Regions from separate parts of the Oryctolagus cuniculus genome. Here region 1 is linked to region 2. A link is a contact called in public Hi-C data. All regions are on one chromosome and are shown on one strand. Each heading gives the region's core, a stretch centred on a gene start, on an enhancer-like site or on the middle of the called end of the contact. The rest is flanking DNA. Distances are from core to core; before and after follow the strand shown.

Region 1 (7,757 bases), core at 4,976-7,475, 300 kb after region 2:
ATTTGATCTGTGAATGTGCAGAAATAAAATTTCTACTTCATAACTCAGTGGTTTGTTTTTCACTCATGGAAGAATAATAACAACACTGTATATGGCCCCTCTAACTGAAATGACTCTGAAAGGTTGGCTTCATTTTCCATGAACAGAGAATCCCTGAAGTGAAGGGAAAGTTTGAGAGAGAGAAGAGCAGGGTGGACAGCCCCCCGGTCAGCCTGGGTCTACCGTATCCTAGTAACCAGGGGTATCCTAGTAACCAGGGGTATCCTAGTAACCAGGGGTTGCTGTCAGGGAAGAGTAAAGGAAGACTACATCCCTAGGTCTGTGCCAAGAGCTTTTCTGCTCACTTCCCAATTCGTTCATTCATTCATTCGTTCATTCTCTCTATCTCTATCTCTCTCCATGTAAGTGTGTGTGTTTCTATATGTGTAACAGATTCTAGGATATCTCCATCCCACTTATTCTGTCCTATTTTGAGTACTTGGATGGGAATACGTATCTAAATTTCTCAATTAGAAGTCTTTACCACTGTGAAAGGACTGAATAACGTTAGTCCCCTCCTGATACTGCTCATCCTCTTATACACAGATGAGCATTTGGCTTCCTGAAAAGTTTCCTGGGAAAATGTATTCTTTTCCTTTTAATTTTTTCCTTCAGGAAAAGTGAAGGTTCCCTTTGGAAGACATGGGAGAATGGTGAATTTTACTGTGGTGCCCCCTAGTGCCAGATGAGGTCAGAGTCACTTTCTGTATTTGCCCATATAGACCACACAAGAGAAATAAAATCTGGAGAATAAACTCTTTGTCAAAGAAAATACAGAAAAAGTCACCAAAGAATGAGGCGAAGTGTGTTCCCACAGCATGATTCATACAACCCTTTGTGATCAGTCCCTCCTAGATTTTCAGCTTTATCTTTTGCCCTTTTTCCCACTCTGCAGTTTGCTGTTCCTGCCCAGAAAGCCTCTGTCTCATTTTCCAGTCTTATCCCCTTATCTGTTTAAAGAGTTCCCGTTCTTCCTTCTAATGTCCTTCTCCCCTGGGTTTCCTGACTCCCCAGAAGTCTTGGGTATTCCCTCCCCCTTTTGTCCTTGCTCCTCATTATCCCTTGAACATGTCTTCACATGTCTGTCACCTCATCACTCTGCCCCCACCCTGCTTCTTGACCTTGAGTTCAAAGAGTCCAAAAGCCTTCTCTAAAGCATGTTGGTGTCTTTCGTGCCTGAATCAGTACCTGGCACAATTAAATAATCAGTGGAGTGTATTTAAGCGGGGACGCTTTGAGAATGGAAGAGCCTTGCGTAGGAATCAGAAGTCTGGTAAATTAACCAGCTAGGTGATCACAAGTAAGTTGCCTATCCTTCCTGGATCTACTCCTTCTTACTCATAAATAAACCACGTCTAGTAGCTTGCTCAAAAATCCAACAATTCCATATCTTTTCATTAATACCTCTAAGAGCCCCAAAGTATTTGATGATAAATCAGTGCGATATTCAGATGGTTCCTATGAATCCCCAAAGATTTGCCTTTGAAAAGCAAATTCAATTGCATTCAAAATTACCTTACTTGCCTGACTTTAAAAAAATGAACTTATAAAGAAACTTGTCTGAGTACATGGAGATATTTAAATTAAGCTACCATCAGACAAGATTTTCAGGCAAACCTTTCTCTTCCTAAATGACACAAAGAAAGGTCCAAGTCACGGCCTGAAACTTCATCAAGAAACTGATTTCTAATTCTGGCTCTCATTGACACAAACTGGTTGACTCACTTCCCAAGTAACTTCACTTCTGGTTTTCCCAGCAGAAAAAAGTGGGATTTGCTGAAGAATTATCTCAGAAAGCTCTGACACCAGTGAAGGGCTTGCTAAAGGTGGTACAAACCTTGGAAGGGCCAGGTTTGAATAGCTCTGAGGCACATGAACACAATCGACAAGGGCTTCCCACTGTAGTAGGGAGTTTTCATCAGTCACAGGTACCCAGCTGAAGCTCCAGGTGAGACTGGAAGCCTGACAGTATCAAACATAACGTTCAAACAGGTTGTACTGGTTTTGGAATCAGAGGCATTCAATTTTATATCTGATGTGTTGAATATTCTTCTAAGTTGTTCAATTCTTGCATGCTTTTTTTTCTTAAAGATTTATTTAATTATTTGAAAGGCAGAGTTACAGAGACAGAGAGAGAGGGATCTTCCATCTGCTGGTTCACTCCTCAAATGGCCACAAGAGCTGATTCGGGAGCCAGGAGCTTCTGCTGTGTCTCCCACATGGGTGCAGGGGCCCAAGTGCTTGAGCCATCTTCCACTGCTTTCTCGGGCCATAGCAAAGTGCTGGATCGGAAGTTGAGCTGCAGGGTTCAAACTGGCACTCATATGGGACGCTGGCACTGCAGGCTTTACTCACTACACCACAGTGCCAGCCTCTTGCGCCCCCATTCTAAAAAATGGTATTTTGCTAATTCAGAACAAGTTCTTTAGATAAGTGCAGCTATAAATTAAGTATAAAAAAGTGTACATATACAAATTTGATTTCTCCTAGTCTTTTCATAAGATCCAAGAAATCTAGGCCAGCATGTTAAGCTGCCTTTGGTGACACTGGTATCCCCTATGGATGCCAGTTCATGTCCCAGCTGCTCCACTTCTGATTCTGCTCCCTGCTATTGCCCTGGGAAAAGCAGCAGAAAGTGGCCCACAGCCCAAATGTTTGGGCCTCTGCCACCCATGTGGGAGACCCAGATGAAGCTCCTGGCTCCTGGGTTTAGCCTAGTGCAGCCCTGGCCATTGCAGCCAGCTGGGAAGTGAACCAGCAGATAGAAAATCTCTCTTTTTCTCTCTCAACTTTAAATTTTAAATAAATAAATCTTGAAAAAAAAAAACAGTACGAGAACCAACAAATGAATCTGGTCTAGAACATAGTATCTCCAAAAAGAAGAAAATAAATAAAATAAAATAAAATAAAACTTCCCCCAAAGAAGACCCAAGAAATCACAAGCTTAGGCACAAAAATCTGTTAACTCACAGTTTGCCTTTTCTCAAATGTTTGTCCCCAGTCTATGGATACATAAATGACATATTCATAGGATATTCTGAGCAAATCAAGACCAAAAGAGGAGAATGAATTATACTAGGCATGAGTGGGTTCTTTTCTCTGGCACGGCAAAAGTAAAAACTTCTGCTTTTCTTGTATGTAAATGAAACTTGACCCAGGAGAGAGAGAGAACAGATTGCTAAATAAAAATGAAGGGAGAGTTGACTGCCAAATGCAGTTTAAAATCTGTATTTTTATACAGCCATCCACACCAGCAACTGTTTATTAGGTTAAAAATTATCAGGTCAAGAAATACAGTGAAAGGCCTGATGATTTTCCAAATACCCTTCTCCTACAGTAGAAGAGATGCAATCTAGCCAGGTCAACGAGGAGATCAGCTCCCTTTTACCTCTAGTACACACCCCTGTAACACGATGTCTTATAACAGCAGAGGTTTGATTGGCATCACAACCACTACAGTCACCTTCCCCATTCTTGCAAACATTCTTGTGGATGAGTTTTAAACGGCTACTGATCGATGGCCCTTTTGCAAAGCTTCTCTACTACATCCCCTCTCACTCTCTCATGGTGCCACCAGTTGTATTTGATCAGGCTCCAGGGACGACACAGTTGACCTGTCTATGCTATCCATCCCCATAATAAAATATTTACGAATACATGTAAAAAGCCAGGGTGCTGCCTTGGCGCCTATAACAGTATGCGGGAGGTTTAAAACAAAAGTCACCGAAAATGCACATTATGAAAACAAACACTATGCAAGTATTTTAAAAACTTTGCACCAAAATAAACTTATCTTTTAATTCCATTTTTCCACAAACTCTTTAAAGTCCCCTTGTATCAGAAACTATGTTAGCTAAACCAGTCTCGCTAGAAATAGGAAAATGTGTAAGTTCATGTCAAGTGAAGAATTCAGGGAAAATTACTTTCCTTCTCCAGTACGTATTTGGGAGCGCGTTTCCTGATCCAACAGTTCAAACACACTTCCTGTGGTTCTGCTTCCACTTCTGTGCCAGATGTACGGAAAACCAGTTCTCTCCCAGAAGTCAGCTCACCCATGAGCACTTTGTCCTGGAAGCCAGCACTCAGCTTTCCTTCCCAGCTCTGCCACGGACTGCCGGATGCCTTGCCATAAAGAACCCCTGTCTTCTGCAATGTCCAAAGCATTCCAGGCCACGAGCAGGTTGTACCTTTGTCTCACCTTTTTGCTCTCTCCTGCTCAGAGCCCTCATGCAACTGGCTAGCCTCCTTTGCAGCCATGTGCCCTGTCTTTTCATGATCCCACTGTATAAGGAAATTTGTCACGCTGTGGTTGTTTGAAGAAGAATTCTCAGAGCTCCGGGACCTGGTGAATGCATTCAGCTGTTCTATTTTTGGTTACTCTGTTTTCTTCTCGGAAGAGTCTGATTCCGGTCTATGTCTTGGGCACTCTGCCATGGACACATTACTCCACCCCCGCACTCTCCCCGAGTCAACTTTTAATTTTACCCAAAAAGCTGTACACAGAGAACGTATGACGTAAGGAGAGGACAGGTGTGTTGTTGTGCTAACTGGGCCCACACCTGAGCAGGGCAGCAGCTGCGCTTTGGGAACTGGGGGCCGTGAGCACTCTCCGTGCTACAGTGATCTTAATCACCCACACGCTCACCGGTCTCCCCCGTACCGAAAACCCCTATTTCCTGTAGGCAGAAACATGCCCAGGCATTTGCTGCTTTAATTTGAAGTGTCCAGTCTCTGACCTCGTCATCAGTGATAATACTTCCTATTGTCTGACCTTCACCAGGGTGAGAATTCCTGCCCCAAAGCAACCAGCCAGGGAACTGGCAATTTTCAGACCAACCCCAGCAAGACAACACAGAAAGTCTTTAGATTTACCTTCTTTCCTGTGGTACCTCCTGCAGTGAAGAACATCTTTAAAGACCTAACAACATTGGTGTACCTGAATGACTAAGAAAAAGTCATGCAAAGTAAGGGAAGCATGGGACAAGAATAAAGATGGAAAGAATATTGTAGTTAAGCACAAAAACTACCAGAAAGGTGATCACTCCCTAAAAGATGTCTGTGTGAGTGGCTGGGACAGACTCATATCTGATTAAATTCTTGGGGTAAATGTGTGGATACGTGCACACACAGACACCTTCAACATGCAAGGCAAGCATTTGGCATAGTGGTTAAGATACGGGATGGGATACCCCAACCCATATATGAAAGCCTGGGTTCCAGTCCTGGCTCTGCTCTTGAATCCAGCTTCCTGCTAACGTGCATCCTGGGAGGCAGCAGGTGATGGCTCCAGACTGGAGGACTTGGACTGATTTCTGGTTCCTGGCTTCTGCATGACACAGTCCCAGCTGTTCAGAGTATATGTGGAATGAACCAGTAGGTGAGAAATCTCTTTGTCTGTCTGTCTCTCTCTCCCTTTCGAATAAATAAAATAATAACTAAATACATCTTTAAAAATGAAATACAAAGCAAACTATTTCAAATAACTCAATACCTTCAGCATTCTTTACAAAGCAAATTTCCTTGAATGTCCATGGAATTTATGAATACAATGGCAATCAATCTCTTTCTTACCTCTTTTGCTATTGATTCTCTGCCCACACTCATTAGCAGAATGGATAAACCAAGTACCAATGACCCAGATCTTCAAAGTGGCAGCTCATAAAGGAATACCGGGATTTTTGCAATGCGGAGAAAAAGAAGAAGAAAAAAAGAACCTAGAAGCAGTGCCCTTGGCTTGCCTCTGCTCCGCCACCTCTGAAAAGAAGGAAGGAAGGAGAGACAGCAGGATGTTTGACCACACTTTATGACTGCTGCGGGGAGAAAAAATACTCAACTGTTTTGGCATCAGCTTATTTCCAAGTGACTGTCTGCAGCTGTTACAGCTGCCGTCAGCACAAGCCAGAGGGGAAAAGTGCCCAGTGGGGCATCTTACCTCGGGAGCATGGGAGTGCTGGCAGACGTAGGTGAGGCACAGAAGCAGCCCCAGTGCCTGAACTACGGAGGCCACCAGCAATAGCTTGTTTCTCTCAAACCTTGGCCTTGGTGCGTTTCCCACATTCTCTTCTAGGGGTCGGACCCCTTCCATCTTCACAATCTGGATTCAGGAAAGAAACAGACGTGACCTAGGGAACTGTTCGGGGTAAGACGAGCGTCTTCCCCACAGGGAGGAGAGGAAGGCAAAACAAAGCTTATCAATCAGAAAATAGACAAAGGTCCCAGGACCAGAGATTAAAGGCGATTGAAAGAGCACAGCAGAGTCTCTCAGTTTTAACTCTGCAGCTTCTGCAGCAGGCGGGGGAACTTCTCTGTGACTAATCTGAATTTCCCCTTTACTTTCTTTTTTTTTTTCCTCTGGGCTAACAGGGAGTTGTTTTTGTGGCATTCCAGTTCTGATTTGAGTGACTGTGAAATGACAGTCACAAACGTGTGCTATTTTCTTAATTTCTCATTGCACCAGTAACCAAATTGTGGGTCACTTGTTAAAGATCAAGATCATCATCCGTTGATGTATGAGCTCACAAATCCCTTCTTCAAGGTGCCTGAAGTCCCAGAAGAGATTTAAGGAAAGTGGTGGCCTTGAGTCCTTGTGTTTATTATGTAACTAAGCATTTTACAGATTCAGAAATAAAGCACACAGAGACCATTCTTGAAATGAAAAAGAAGAATAAAATAGGATCATGTAGAAATAAGGGAGTAAGACCCTCTAGTTTTATAGTCCTACACATTAAAAATAAGCTAGTATTAACTAGTAAAAGTTGTCATAAATGATATCAAAGTCACATATAACACCTCATTTGCATCTACCATGTTTCTAAAACTGTGTTAGATGCTCTTACAACCCTTTTCTTATTTAAGCCTTTGAGGCAAATTCAGTAAACACTTACATGATCAATTTTCTGCAGAGCCAAAAATAAGAGTTTTAAAAAGTGCTTTTTCCCACTCCTCTGCTTTACATTTTCCCTATACATAATTTTTGCATGAATGAATAATTGAATAGACATAAATAATTCTTGGAAGTTATTCCTTTCTTTGAAGTCCCAGCTGGACTCAGAAGCTTGGCAAGTGAGAATATTCTACCAGGGGTAGGAATTTAACGTGGTAGTCAAGTTGCTAGTTAAGACACCCCTGTCTCACATTCCGCACACCTCCTGACTGCAGCTTCTACTGATACACCATCTGGGACACAGTGGTGACAGCTCTAGGACTTGGGTCCCTGCCACCTACACAAGAGACCTGGGTTGAGTTCCTGGCTCCTGGCTTTGGCACCCTGGCTGTCACAGTCATTTACAGAGTGAACTAGCAGATGGAAACATTCTCTCTGTGTGTCTCTCTGCCTCTCAAATTAAATGTGTGTGTGTGTGTTTCTATCAATAAATACTGCTTATACTGTATAACTGAAATATATATGAAATAAAATGAGTTATAAAATTATGTACAATGTCAAGTTGAACTTGGCAAATATTTACTGAGTATGTATCATCAGCCCAGACTTAATAGACAACATGGAGAGGTTGGGCAAGGACTGGGTTAGACAGAATTCTGTCTCTCTTCTGTGTTAAGATATTGTGTCTCAGAACTCCTCATGAGACACTCAACAGGTATGTATAGAAAGAACGGAGTAGGAAATATTTTGGATATCATCAGTATGAGTTGTTATATACAACTTTATTTCACAGAAAATGGGTATGAGGCATATTCGAGAGAGGAACAGTTTATAG
Region 2 (7,204 bases), core at 3,881-6,380:
ATCCAGCTCTCTGCTCATGCACTTAGGAAAGGAGCAGAAGATGGCTCAAGTGCTTGGGGCCATGCACCCACGTGGGAGACCCTGAAAGGAGCTCCTGGCTCCTGCTGTTGTGGCCATTTGGGGAGTGGACCAGCAGATGGGAGATATCTCTGTGTCTCCCCCTCTCTCTTACTGTAAACGCTGCCTTTCAAATAAATAAGTAAATCTTTTAAAAAAAAATAGTTGTTGGCCGGCGCCGCGGCTCAATAGGCTAATCCTCCGCCTGCGGCGCCGGCACACCAGGTTCTAGTCCCGGCCGGGGCGCTGGATTCTGTCCCGGTTGCCCCTCTTCCAGTCCAGCTCTCTGCTGTGGCCTGGGAGTGCAGTGGAGGATGGCCCAAGTGCTTGGGCCCTGCACCCCATGGGAGACCAGGATAAGTACCTGGCTCCTGGCTTCGGATCAGCGCAGTGCGCCGGCCATAGCAGCCACTGGGGGGTGAACCAACAGAAAAGGAAGACCTTTCTCTCTCTCTCTCTCGCTGTCCACTCTGCCTGTCAAAAGAAAAAAAAAGTTGTTTCAATCAATGCATCCTAAATGCCAGTACAGCACTGGGCACAAAATAGAGGCTCAGTAAGTACAAGTTCAGCGAACTGGTGAATGCCATTTATTGAACCAAAAAAAATCACAATAACACTTCAATTAAAATGAAAATAAATTTAAATCCAGAAACATGAATTCTGACAGTACATTAGTTGTCCAAGGCAGTGGCTAATACATTCTGGAGTCTGGGTTTGATTTAATGTGATCCCAAAGCCCACCCCTTGATGATTTTTGCCCCCACTCTTGTCACCTAATTATACTTGGGGTTTTTCCAGGGATGTTTCCTGTGTGTTCGTAAGAATATTCAGCTCTTAACCCAACTAGTGCCCCATGAGCCTTTAGATGGCAGAGCTGGGTGGTTTGAATAATGTGCCCCTTTTTCAGAAGGGACCCGAGGGTGCTGTTAGTGTCGTCCTGGTTCCTAGAGAATTATCTAAGGCATCTGAGGTACAGAGCCAGGCGTGCATAGAGGAGGTGGGACTCAAGCACCTTTACTTTTCTACCTTTGATTTTCTTTCACACCTAAACTAAGTTTCGCAACTGACGTGTGCATTGTTAAACAGAATATTGTGTCACTTTGGGAAGTTGGAGTGATAGCATGGCTGTCACTTGTACAGAGAGTTCAGTACTGTCCCTACTGCATAACTGCTCCAGGCGATGATAAGCCCAACAGCCCCTGGACTGTAACCTGAGAGTTTTTACCATCCTCTAGGTAGGGTACAGTCTGGGAGCAAGATCCTAATGGAGGAATGTGGGAGTCAGCAAAGTTGTCATGTGGCCCAGGCTGTGAGCATCTGACTTCAATGAAGTCAAAGGAGTGGCTGCTTTACATTTTCTGCTTCTTATTTCACCATCACCTGCTGTGGCCCTAAGGCGTGGGGCAAAGCAGATTTTTAGCATGAGAGAAGTATCCTAAGCTGGCCCAGACTGAATGGTATAGAAGAGAAGGCAGGAATTCCAGTCAGTGCCAAGATCAGTTCAAACTAGGGATGGGTAAAAATCTGCAACAGGATAGTCCATACTCAGTTAAAAGGACGGCTCGGCTGAGGCCCTCACCATACCTGTCCCTTGCATTGCATTGATTGAATTGAGATTGGCTGGCTAGATTCCAGCTTCCTTCCTAGAAGGTAAGGCTCTTTCTGCCAGTGCTGTGGCAAGAGTTTAATGCATTCAGCATTCACTGTGTATGGTTCCTCCCTTCCAGTGTTGGGCCAGGTACCAATGCTAGCAGTTGTACCTGCTGTCCCCTCAGATCTAGGGACCACCTCCATTACCCCTTTTAGAGAACAGACCTTCAGGTTTCTGTCAAGGTGGGACAAAGGGCATGTGAAGAAGCGGTGAAATAAGAAGTCCTCCTTATTTCAGACAATCCTTTTACCCCTGCTGCTTCTTAGCTTTAGCCACTGTCAAAATGAGATTCAGCGTTCTCAGACCTGCTTAGTTTGTTATGACTCATCCGCCCATTTCTGGCTTCCAAATTGTGTTGCTGTGGCCTCTTCTCTTGTTCTACCCATTCTGGTGGATATATTTTTTAAAGTTTATTTTAATTTTATTTGAAAGGCAGAGAGACAGAGATATTCCATCTTTTGGTTCACTTCCCAAGTGCCTGTAACAGCCAGGGCTAGAGCAGGCTGAGGCAGGTGAGTAGAACTCTGAGTCTCTGCTCTGGGTGGCAGAGGCCTAAGTACTTGGCATCGTCTGCTGCTTCCAGGATGCACACTAGCAGGAAGCTGGATTGCAGGCAGAGTAGCCTGGACTCACACCAGGTTCTGTAACATGGGATGAGGGTGGCCTCAGTGGTGACTTAACTGCCATGTCAAATCTCTGCCCCGATTTATTTCTTTGAAAGTTTTCTTTACTGTAGTTCTGGTTTTAGGAAGAAGTGAATGTAATAAATCTGCCAACTGAACCCGGAACCTCTGATAAAATGCTGCCTTTCTTTTGTACAGAACTGATTTGGTCTTCTTTAGGAAGACCCATATGTTGGTGCCTAAGGGAGGATTCCGTTCATCCTGGATTCAATTAGTTCAATCAGATAATTCAGTCAGTCCTTTAGAGTGATACTCAGCTTCTGTAGATAAAAACAGCTACATTCTCCAGTTGTGCCCATTTCTTCCTGGATTTCTTGCAGAGAGGTTATCAGATACCTGATAAGGGGCTTTAAGGGGAAGACTTTAAGTCCTGTGTTCTCTGGAATCCAGGTGAGGTTTGTGTTTACCTGGCTGCTGTGTGCTTTGCTGGCATTTGCTGTGAAGTTGGTGGCTGGTTCCTCCATGTACCTCCCTGTTTGCTCAGAACCTATGAGAGCCCCTTTGGCTAGCCTTGCTCACATGTGGCTCTCACTGGCTGCATGCCCTGTGGTCTCCAGCAAGGCCTGCCAAACCCTGGTCCACCGCAGCCTCTGCAGCCACTGGAAACCCGATGGACCCTTGACTCATCTCTGACTCCCATGGGAACCAAGGACTGCTTTGGAAAGTTGACCTTAAGAGACTTCCTCTACATGGCTTCCTGAGTGATACAGTCATACACCACGCTGGTATATGGCAGGTGCCTCCAGAGGGAGCAGGCATTAAACAACCCCCTCACTTTGGTGTTACATGTACATGCCTCCTCTCTAAGGGCCAACACTTGGAAGGCAGGCAACTGGGACACACAGGGTTAACGGTCTTGCTCTCCAGCCTACCCAGCTTGCTGTCTTTCATGAAAAAATGGAGGCATGTGGTCTTCTCTTTTACTTCTAGCCTCATTCTTTCTGTCTCTGAGCAGTGAGGCCCAGAAACCTATCAACTCCACACCACAGGCCTTCTCCAGGAGTTGGGCCTTTGATGTAGTGAATATGAGTTCAGAAATGTCCTGTCTCAAGACAATAGACTGTCTTCTGAATGTTTCTACTTTGTGTATCAGAAACTGAACATTAGCATGTTTTTTCTCACTTCCTAACATATCTTAGTGTTTCCGCAGACAAACATAACCCGATAGGCTGACCACAAAAGGCATAAAAGAGAAGCAGGGTAATTTTACTCCTGCGTTTGTGATGTAATCACATTGACGCAGTTGGAAAAGAATCAGAAAACCAGGGGCTGGCTAGACATTGAGTACCTCAAAAATGTTTTGGACTCTGGGAGTCTTGTTTCTGAAACTGACACAATCCTGGGTCTTAGGGCAACCATCTAGAGTTAGTTGTGCGAAGTCAGGTCATTACTTAATAGCATTTCATTTGTAAGAGAATTAAGTGAAAGGCTTGTAAAACACTGCTGAGAGCTTCCTAAGCGTCAACATTGCCCGTATTGGTATTACTTATATTACCCTGTAACATTTGGAAGAAGCCCTTTGGCATCATTTAAACACTTCAGAGCTCAGGATGTTTTTAAATTTTGCTGTTTTAGGGCATTTCCACTCCAGGTGACCTAGAATTCTGGGGAAACATCTTTGGACTACAGATGTAGAGCTGAAGAGAGAAATCATAAAGCTGAAGAGAGAAATCAAGGCACTAGGAACATTTAGAAATAATTAAGGGCGGCATTGATGAACAAATAATTGGCCTTGCTAAAGATACTGCTTTCAGTGATGGTTGCCCCAACTTTGTCAACTTTACTGTGTTTTAATGGTTTGATAATGGGTTTGCAATCCCAGAGTTGGTGGCTGTTTCTAATTGAGCTTAAAATGAACAGTGATATAACATTTGTAAATGTAAGGAGTCCTTTTTAAGCTTTCATTTAATTTGGTAGGGTTAATAAAATGATAATTTTATATCTTTAGTTTAAAGCACTTAGAAGGGATTGAAAGTGCCAAAATTTTAAGAAAGATTACTTTGGGGTTAGGAGATTGTTGAGTGGTTTTTGTGTCTTCTTTTCTCTTTAAATCTATGCTTTTAAAATATGATGCTATTTTTATTATTAGAAAAAAAAGGTAAAGAAAGAAGAAAAAAGGATAAAAAGATACTATAGAATTAACTTTTAAATCTCAATATAATAAAGATATTCACCTTATTAGCTTAGATTTGAACTTTACTCGGCATGTCTTCTGTTTCACCATTCCACTTGAACTTGCATACATTAAAACAAATTTTTTTTGAAATGGCTCAAATTTAAATACAACATCCTATTAATCCAGTGGCAGGATGCTGGATGCTAAAGATTAGTTTAGGAATAATGATCTCTGCCTAGTGGTGCATTTCATGAGTGTGTTGCACTTAAGACAGAATGTGACAGGGCTGCTACCCTGGGGTTGCAAGGAAAACTGAGAGATTTGGTATGCATTTTTATTACCTGGTTTTTCTACATACAGTCACTCATATGAGCAGAAGATAGCCACAAGGCAGTTGAAATAAAGAGACATTTAAAAAATGGGACAGGTGCACTCTGTTCTCTTCGCCTGTGATATGAGGTACGGAGTCTTCTTCTCTCTGAGTCTCCTTTTCTGTGATTAAACATTGAAGCTGAGAAAAGAAAAAAAAAAAAAAAAAGAAAGAAACACTCTTCTCAGGAGCGGCCACATGGTGGTGCAGTGACTCCTCACAAAAATGGTGCTTGGCTTCCCTGGAAGCAGATTACACCTCGACATTGAGTCACTCAAGGCCTCCAGGAGATGATTGCAAAGGAAGAGGGGCCGTTCCACGTGCTTATGATTTTCAACCAGAACAGAAAGTTCCTAATTTTCCTGTACACAAAACGTATTAGACCTCTACCAAAGGTATGGATGAGACTTAATTTCTGGTCTTTGTCTGAAGGAGATATTTGAGTAGTATATTTTTAAACTGCTATTTCGTTTGTTCTCCTTAAGATCATGAATAAAAAAAGTGTGCTCATTTACTATGTGCCTCAACAGCCTTTGTCCTTCAGCTTAAGATAGCTGTTGGTTGGCACTGCATCCCCTCTGGTTCCCTGATTCTTCTCCTTTCCTTCTCAGCCAAGTCCCCTCACATCTGTAATTAATTCATGCTTCAGCTCCCCACATTTGGAAAGCCACAATCACATCTTAAAGTCACCTGTGAGCTTCATAGTGTTGAAACAAGGATGCTTTCTCAGTACTTCTGCCCCATCTTAAACTCTTTGGTTGACTTTATCTAGACTCCAGTCAGTCCTGGCATTCCTCTTGTTTCTTCAGTCCCTCCTTTCTGGTCTCTATGACCTCTTCTTTTTCTGTGTATCTATTAACTATCCCTTGTTCTATCCCTTGTATATCCCAAGGGGTCGATCCTTTGCCAAGGTCTTCATTTATCTTTATGTACTTTGCTTGGGAAGTCTCATCATTGTCGTTGTTTTATCTGTCATTGGAACATTGATCAATGCCAAACTTCATCTTTAGCTTTGACCTCATATGTGATCTGTGGTCCCATATATCTTACAGAAGTCTCAAACTCAACATTTCTGGAACTGTCTTCATTGTAATTCTCTGCATGCCAGCTCCAGTCCTTACCACTAATCCCCCAAATATATCATGACTCTTTTATTTCTAGCTTAATGCCTGGCGTCACCATGTAAGTTGCCCAAACCAGAGAGACTGAGGAGTCATGTAAGACTTATTTCCCTGAACCTCCCATAATCTAGGCAGTTAGCAAGATCTAATGGTGTGTGCTCTTAAATGTTTTCTCAAGGGGCTGGTGTTGTGGCATAATGGGTAAAACCACCACCTGTGATGCCAACAAGCAATATGGGTGCTGATTCCTGTCTGACTCACTACCTATTAATAGCCTAGGGAAAGCAGCAGAAGATGATCCAAGTGCTTGGGTTCCTGCCACCCACATAGGAGACCTGGATGAAGCTTCTGGCTCCTGGCATTGGCCTGACCCAGTCTTAGCATTGCAGTTATATGGGGGAGTGGGTCAGCAGGTGGAAGATCTCTCTGTTTCTCTCTATCTCTCTCGCTCTCCTTCAGATAAGATAAATAAATAAATATTTTTAATAATCTGTTTAGAAATGTCTCAGATCTGTGTCTTTAGCCCTATCCCTACTATCCATCTTGTTGTATAGGCCCTCATCATCCCTAGCCAAGAATGATGACGTACATGGTTTCCTTTCTCCTCCTGTCTTGCTGCTCTTAAATCTGTCCTCTACAATGTAGACAGAATACTTTCTCCAAAAAACAAAACTTAATCATTTCACCTCCTCAGTTATGCATGTATGGTGGTTCCTGATCATTCAGATAAGATTACAGAGCTCTTAGCAGTAGTTTACACAATCCTGCATGCCTGGCTGACTGATTCCCTCTCTTCTCTTCTTGTCTCATCTCGGTCAGTTCTTGTTCCACAATGTTGTAGTCAAATGTTATTTGGCTGCTTCTAGCCCCTTACCTCTTTCCCACCATTTATGTCTTTGGCTTTATTTGTTTTCTTCCCTGTGTCTCAAACCCCCTTTCAACCTTTCTTTGTCTTGATAGCTCTTGCTCATCTTTTAACATTCCCATCACATGATGCATCCTCTAGGAAGCTTCTTTATATTGCTGGGCCAATCAAACTATTCTCTCACTCTCATAGCACCTGTATTTACCTCTCTCTTAGAAATTCCCATGTTTTGAAATGACATGTTTTTGTATCTGTCCCCTCAGTAGGCAAGAGCTCCTCTAAGGGTAGGAACATTTTTTTTATCCAATTCTTAGCCGAAGGATTAGTGCATAGTGAATGCC

What was found. A called contact is a pair of places that touch in the nucleus more often than the background predicts.
Region 1: a Hi-C map of skin fibroblasts shows a contact between it and region 2, with 3 times the contacts expected there. The contact joins the promoter of TNFSF4 here to the enhancer-like site in region 2. A contact is called at or near these places in 6 of 6 Hi-C or Micro-C datasets (ear pinna, embryonic fibroblasts, liver and 3 more).

What each region holds. Positions count from the first base shown.
Region 1 is chr7:1,786,864-1,794,620 of mOryCun1.1, forward strand. TNFSF4 (TNF superfamily member 4) reads right to left here and starts at 6,226. Exons shown (of 3, transcript NM_001081985.1): 1 at 5,972-6,226. The coding sequence starts at 6,124.
Region 2 is chr7:1,482,986-1,490,189 of mOryCun1.1, forward strand. The region is part of intron 1 of LOC138850461 (a long non-coding RNA gene); the gene reads left to right. Among named protein-coding and RNA genes, the nearest start is that of FASLG, 140 kb to the left of the region's middle. Within about 2 kb of position 5,131, at least 1 of the 8 cell types and tissues checked has an H3K27ac peak or open chromatin away from gene starts, as enhancers often do.